Regions from separate parts of the Bicyclus anynana genome. Here region 2 is linked to region 1. A link is a contact called in public Hi-C data. All regions are on one chromosome and are shown on one strand. The core of a region is the stretch at or near the end of the contact, and the rest is flanking DNA. Distances in the headings are between cores, read along the strand shown.

The links. Hi-C and Micro-C count contacts between places; a contact is called where the count stands out from the background.
Region 2: a Hi-C map of whole larva shows a contact between it and region 1, with 4 times the contacts expected there. The contact joins the enhancer-like site here to the promoter of LOC112047935 in region 1. A contact is called at or near these places in 2 of 2 Hi-C or Micro-C datasets (whole body and whole larva).

The regions. Positions count from the first base shown.
Region 1 is chr3:18,066,646-18,069,348 of ilBicAnyn1.1, forward strand. LOC112047935 (chromobox protein homolog 5) reads right to left here and starts at 1,346. Exons shown (of 5, transcript XM_024085251.2): 1 at 1,110-1,346; 2 at 608-727. The coding sequence starts at 1,211.
Region 2 is chr3:18,190,809-18,193,657 of ilBicAnyn1.1, forward strand. LOC112049338 (nuclear factor of activated T-cells, cytoplasmic 4) reads left to right here. Exons shown (of 11, transcript XM_052891206.1): 6 at 415-599; 7 at 1,199-1,388. Among protein-coding and RNA genes, the nearest start is that of LOC112049347, 23 kb to the right of the region's middle. Within about 2 kb of position 1,278, at least 6 of the 8 cell types and tissues checked have open chromatin away from gene starts, as enhancers often do.

The DNA.
Region 1 (2,703 bases), core at 96-2,595:
GGTACCCAAGATATGGTACCAGACGTCTAACAAGGCGGGAAGATGGCATGCGCTTAACTCTGGGGCCTGGCTGGACTGTAGCCGACAGGGTGTAGTTGAAACAGTTGGAGTAGGCCTATGTCAGGAGGCACTACAAACAGTGGGACATTAAAGTTTCAAACACATATTTTAAGTATATAGGCTGTTTAGAATAAACAGCTATTTATTTATTTATTGTGAGTCAATGTGCAACATGGGTGGCTTGCTAAACTTTAAAGCAAGCCCAGCCGACTCAAGTGACTTTAGTGGAGACCTGCACCAGGTACAGAAACAAAGAAGATAATGCATTGACTGATTGTTTCTAAATGGAAGTGATATTCCTATTGAAAATAATAACAAACAAATATTTTTCATTGTTTTACAATATTACCAAACCCTTTCAATTTCACTTTTATCCACAAAAACTCCATTTAAATAACACTTTCAAATTTGTGGAATAAATTTTGAGCAATTTTGAGTTAAGTTCATTTCATTCACTCTCTGAGTTAATGGAATATACTTTCTCTGAGGCTGTTTTTCAATTCAAGAACAAATAACACATTTACTATGTTACTGATTTGTGAATTACCTCCTTCTCCTTCCTACTGTCCTCAAAAGTTTTGATCAACTCCTCACAGTCCAGGTTATCTTCTGGCTCCCAAGTACTTTCCTCTTCCTTGTAGCCCTTCCATTTCAGAAGGTATTGTACCTATAATATATTACATAAAATTAAAAAAATATATAAAAATATACAACCAATTTCAAAATTACAAATGTGAAAAATTACATTGTATTAGCTATCTCATAATCAGTATGAAGGCGATCTGTAAATCGGGAGTTTAAATGTAGAAGTGTTTAATAGCAGTAATAGTAAGTGTAGAAATCGACTAGCATTAAAACTTTGTAAATACATTCGTAAATGTAAATATGGCAGCCGCCAGCCGGTGTTTTTCGAGACATGTATAAGCGAATAATTCCGACAGCATACTTGCTAATTAATTGCAATTGCATGGCTAAATTCCGTCCTTATTTCTCGTAAGCGATTACCGAAGAAATAAGTAAATAATAATAGAAATCAATTCTAGACCAACCTTTCCTTTGACAATTCTTTTGTTCAACACTTTTTCCACGACGTACTCTTCCTCACTGGACCCGTCGGTAGTTTCATTTTTCCCCTTTCCCATTTTTGTCATGAGGAAAATAAATCACTGTTTGTTCAAAAGCAAGCTGAAAAATTGGAAATAACCACTAAAATTGCGGCTTCAGCACTTCGACAAATTCTCGAAAAACAAAATGGCGCGCGCGTCTCGTATCGTATCTCGCACAGATTATTAGATCTCGGCCACAGAATACTAATACTGATCTCCTCAGACCAATTATAGTAAAAAACGTCCGTAATCAATAATTTAAATACTGCATTTATGAATATATGCATGTGGATATGGACACTATGTGGATAGTCTAAGCAATGTCACAGTAAATATGCAAGCAGTAGTTTGACTTCATACTAGAGGTCGAAACGCGAGCTATACCTCAATTTCAATTTCAACTTACTAGTTAAATAGATTTTATTAATTAGAAATAAGACTAACTCACTAACATACTAAACTTAAAACAGATACACTAACAATATACTAACATAGAAAAAAAAAATTAAAACTGTTAGTCTTATTAATTGAAAAACTTGTTTAATGTAATAATGTAAGGAATAATAAAGGCTTTGAAATTGAGAAAAACATAAGGGATTAAAGGGCTAACATAATCTACGGAACCCTGTACGGAAAATGTTTTCGATGTGTGAGTTTACCGCGTCCCCCTCAAAAAATTACAGACTTAACACCATTAAGTATTTTCTGTGTCCATACACTACACACAACTATAAATTTGACTCGCAATACACACACGCGTAATTTTTACACACACTAACAAACACATTGTGCACAGTAAAAATATATACAAGCAGTATACTCGGCCGTATTTTTGAAATAAATACTTACAGCGCGCGGTACGTAAACATGTGATAGGGCTGCCTGCCTCCAGCATTTTAATTACATTTGCCAACTTTGTATTTCCATTTAGTTTTGTGATTGTAAATATACTTTTTTTATATAAACAAATAAAATATTTTGTAAATTGTATTAAAATAGGATGTGACCAATAAAATTTGTGATTTAAATAAGGCTGATACTAATCAATGACCTTGAAGGATAGGTCGTATTCATATGTTTATTTTGGTGATGCCATCTAGGTATTACCTCTACACTACGTGACGGGACGGTACGGTGGTCAGGGCTCCAGAGTGAGAAACCTCCTCACAATACGCGCCGTCTCAAGAATCACTGCCTTTTGTATCCGACTCTTGATCCAACAGTTAAGCGAAAGCTTCTTAAGGTGTTGGTCGAAGCTTTTCGCTATAAGACCACTGACTGAAACAACTATCGGAACAATAATAGTTGACTCAACATTCCACATGGAGGTGATCTCGTGAGCAAGGTCCTTTTAAGTATTTTGATACTTTTTCCTTTTCGGCTTTAACCAGATTATCGTCATGTGGAACTGTAATATCAACAATTATTGCACGACGCACTGACCGATCGATTAGCACTATATCAGGTCTATTGGCTACAATATACCTGTCAGTGATAATCGTTCGGTCCCAGTAGAGCAATGCACTGCTATTTTCAA
Region 2 (2,849 bases), core at 28-2,527, 120 kb after region 1:
CGCTATTCGAAAACTTTCGTCTTCAGGCACTGAGAAATATTAGACATAAAGATGTTGCGAAAATAATTTGCTTTTAAATGAGTTTAGATAAGTAGCTACCGTATATAAGTCGTTGCCTGTACCACAATGTCTAAAGACGAAAGTCTGACCAGTGCTATCTACCAGTCACAACTTCTATACCGAACCGTAGACTAACGTCGAAGCCAATCCACCAACTTCAAGTCGCGCAACTATATGAAGAGAACTTGGAATCTCTGTAAGTGATGAAATTCAGAATAAAGTGATTTGCCAAAGAACTAACGTGGCAAGAACATAGTTTTGAATTTTTGTAAATAATGCACTAAAAGTTTTCCTTTCACGTATAAATGATTGCCAATGAGCCGATTGTCTAAATAGTTTGTTGCACATCGCCAGCTCAACCGCCCGGCGTGCCCGAGGTGTGCCGCAAGTCGCTGGTGTCGTGTCCGGCCAGCGGCGGCCTGGAGCTGTACCTGTTGGGCAAGAACTTCCTCAAGGAGACGCGCGTGGTGTTCCGCCTGCAGCAGGACGGCGCCAAGTGGGAGGAGGAGGTCGTGCCCGACAAGGAGTTCTTACAACAAGTGAGCATTTATCTAGTGTTTGCCTTGTGAACAAAGCAAAAATGCACTCCCTTAGTGCCTACCCTGTAGGCCATACGAACCTGGTAGTTCCATACGAACCTGTATTGGGTAAAGAAATTTTCCATTTTGTTTTAATTTTTACTTGTTGTTGTTAAAAACCTTAGGCACATTTCTGGCCACATAGGAATTAGGGCTTGTAAGTAAGTTGTACAAAAAAAGAGACATTTACGAGTTTCACTCGTGTGAAGAGCGTTCCGTAATGTAACGTGCGTGAGTGATTTACTTTTGCTTTCGTGGACTTTTTCAAATTTCTGTAGTTTTTCAAAGGGGGTGACCCCCCCTTTGAAAAATATTTATTAGATTTTTTTAAATAACACATAAAATATATTTGAAATCCTTTCAAAAATCCCTTTCATTTGATATGCACGATTTAGTTTGCAAAAATTAATTTTTAATTTTTCATAACAAAACAGATCGCCCAGATATTTTCAGTGACCCACAACAAGCCCTTTCATTTGATATGTCAAGAGATATATTTAAAAAATAAATCCGCGCACAGCTCACCTAGACACTTGTAGTAAGCGATGTGTGTACCACAGACGCACCTGGTGTGCTGCGTGCCGCCGTACCAGCGCGCGGACATCGCGGAGACGGTGTGCGTGCAGCTGTTCGTGCGCTCGGGCGGCAAGGCGTCCGAGCCGCACGCCTTCTACTACACGCCCGCGCCGCCCGCGCCCGCGCCGCTGCACTGCACGCCGCACCCGGCGCACGCGCACGCGCCGCACGCAGGTACGCACGCACGCACGCACCCGCGCACCCGCGCCCACACACGTCTTGTTCATATTCTATTGCGCCCACTGGCCTCTGTGTGTACGTTTTTCGGTTAAATTAATTCCGGGAAGAGCTCAAATTACCAAATTAATTTATTTCTAGTTTTATTTGTCCACTGATGTACATTTCGATATTGTAGATTGTCTACTATGCCGTCCAAAGGGCAAAACATTTTCTTTTTTGTTATTTACCAAGAACAATTAGGCACTATCATGTCATTGATTTTTTTAGTAAAAAATGTTTGGGCAATAGAAACAATTATACTTATTATATTTTATAAAATCGTATTTCTTTTTTCAAAATTGTAAAAGTCGTATAGTTTTGACTTTTAAGATATATTTTAAGATAACGTAACGTCATTTTGCCAAATGATAGGGTCTCTAAGGCCGGAATCTGATTGCTAACTTTCCATACGTATTGTCTTAGTATAACATATATAAATACAACGATTCTTTTACTTAATTTACGAAAATTTTGTAAAATAACTTACTTATGCCAAGAACGTGTTTGTAAAGAATTAATTTGTCCAAATATAAATACTTGATTATATTCAGAGGAATTCGTAATTTGTCATTCGTATACATGGTTATTTACATTACATCCCCGACCTTGATACGTTTATCACAAAGTCAATAGAATATGAATAAAACATAATATGCGCGAACATTTTGTGCAATAATACAGAAAATATATAAATGTTACGTAATGTTTGCATGAAGAAATACTAACGTAATGTAATGTATTATGTAATGTCCACTCCCTAGCCCGTATTACACTGGTCTGGCTAGACATGTATAAAAGCTTAAGTTAAGTGGGTTCATGTATTTGTGCGCGATATTAGAGGTTATACTTCTTTTTAGTGGTTTATATAAAACAAAATGGCTGCCTATAGCATGGCTTTTTGCTAAATAAAACTCAAATACATAATATACAGCAGGTCCCGTAATTAATGGACGAAAACGCAAGTGGCAGTTATATCACCTAATTATCTAAAACTAATGTAATTAATTTTGAAAAAATGCGTAGGGTAACCAAGCTAGTAGTTGCTGCAATAAAAAATAAAAAAATCAGATTATTGTAAATATTGCGAATTGAGTTACCAATTTATTTATGAGATACTATTTTTATAGATTTTGTTATTATGAAGAAGTTTGTCTGTTTTGTAGAAGCTTTGAGTGCTATATTTAATTTATTTAATATAAGAAGACCCGACTTAAAAAAAATGTATGAAACCGAAAATTTTAAAAACATTTACTTATGAAGGTTTGTAAATTGGTATAAAACTTGTATCTACTCCTTGTAATTACAAATTTACTGGTAAAAATGTATGATATGCAATGGTGCTGAGTTTTCAATATACTCGTAGGAAGGAAAATTAAAAGTAAAAGTGTGAAAATATAAAAATCGATTAATATATTT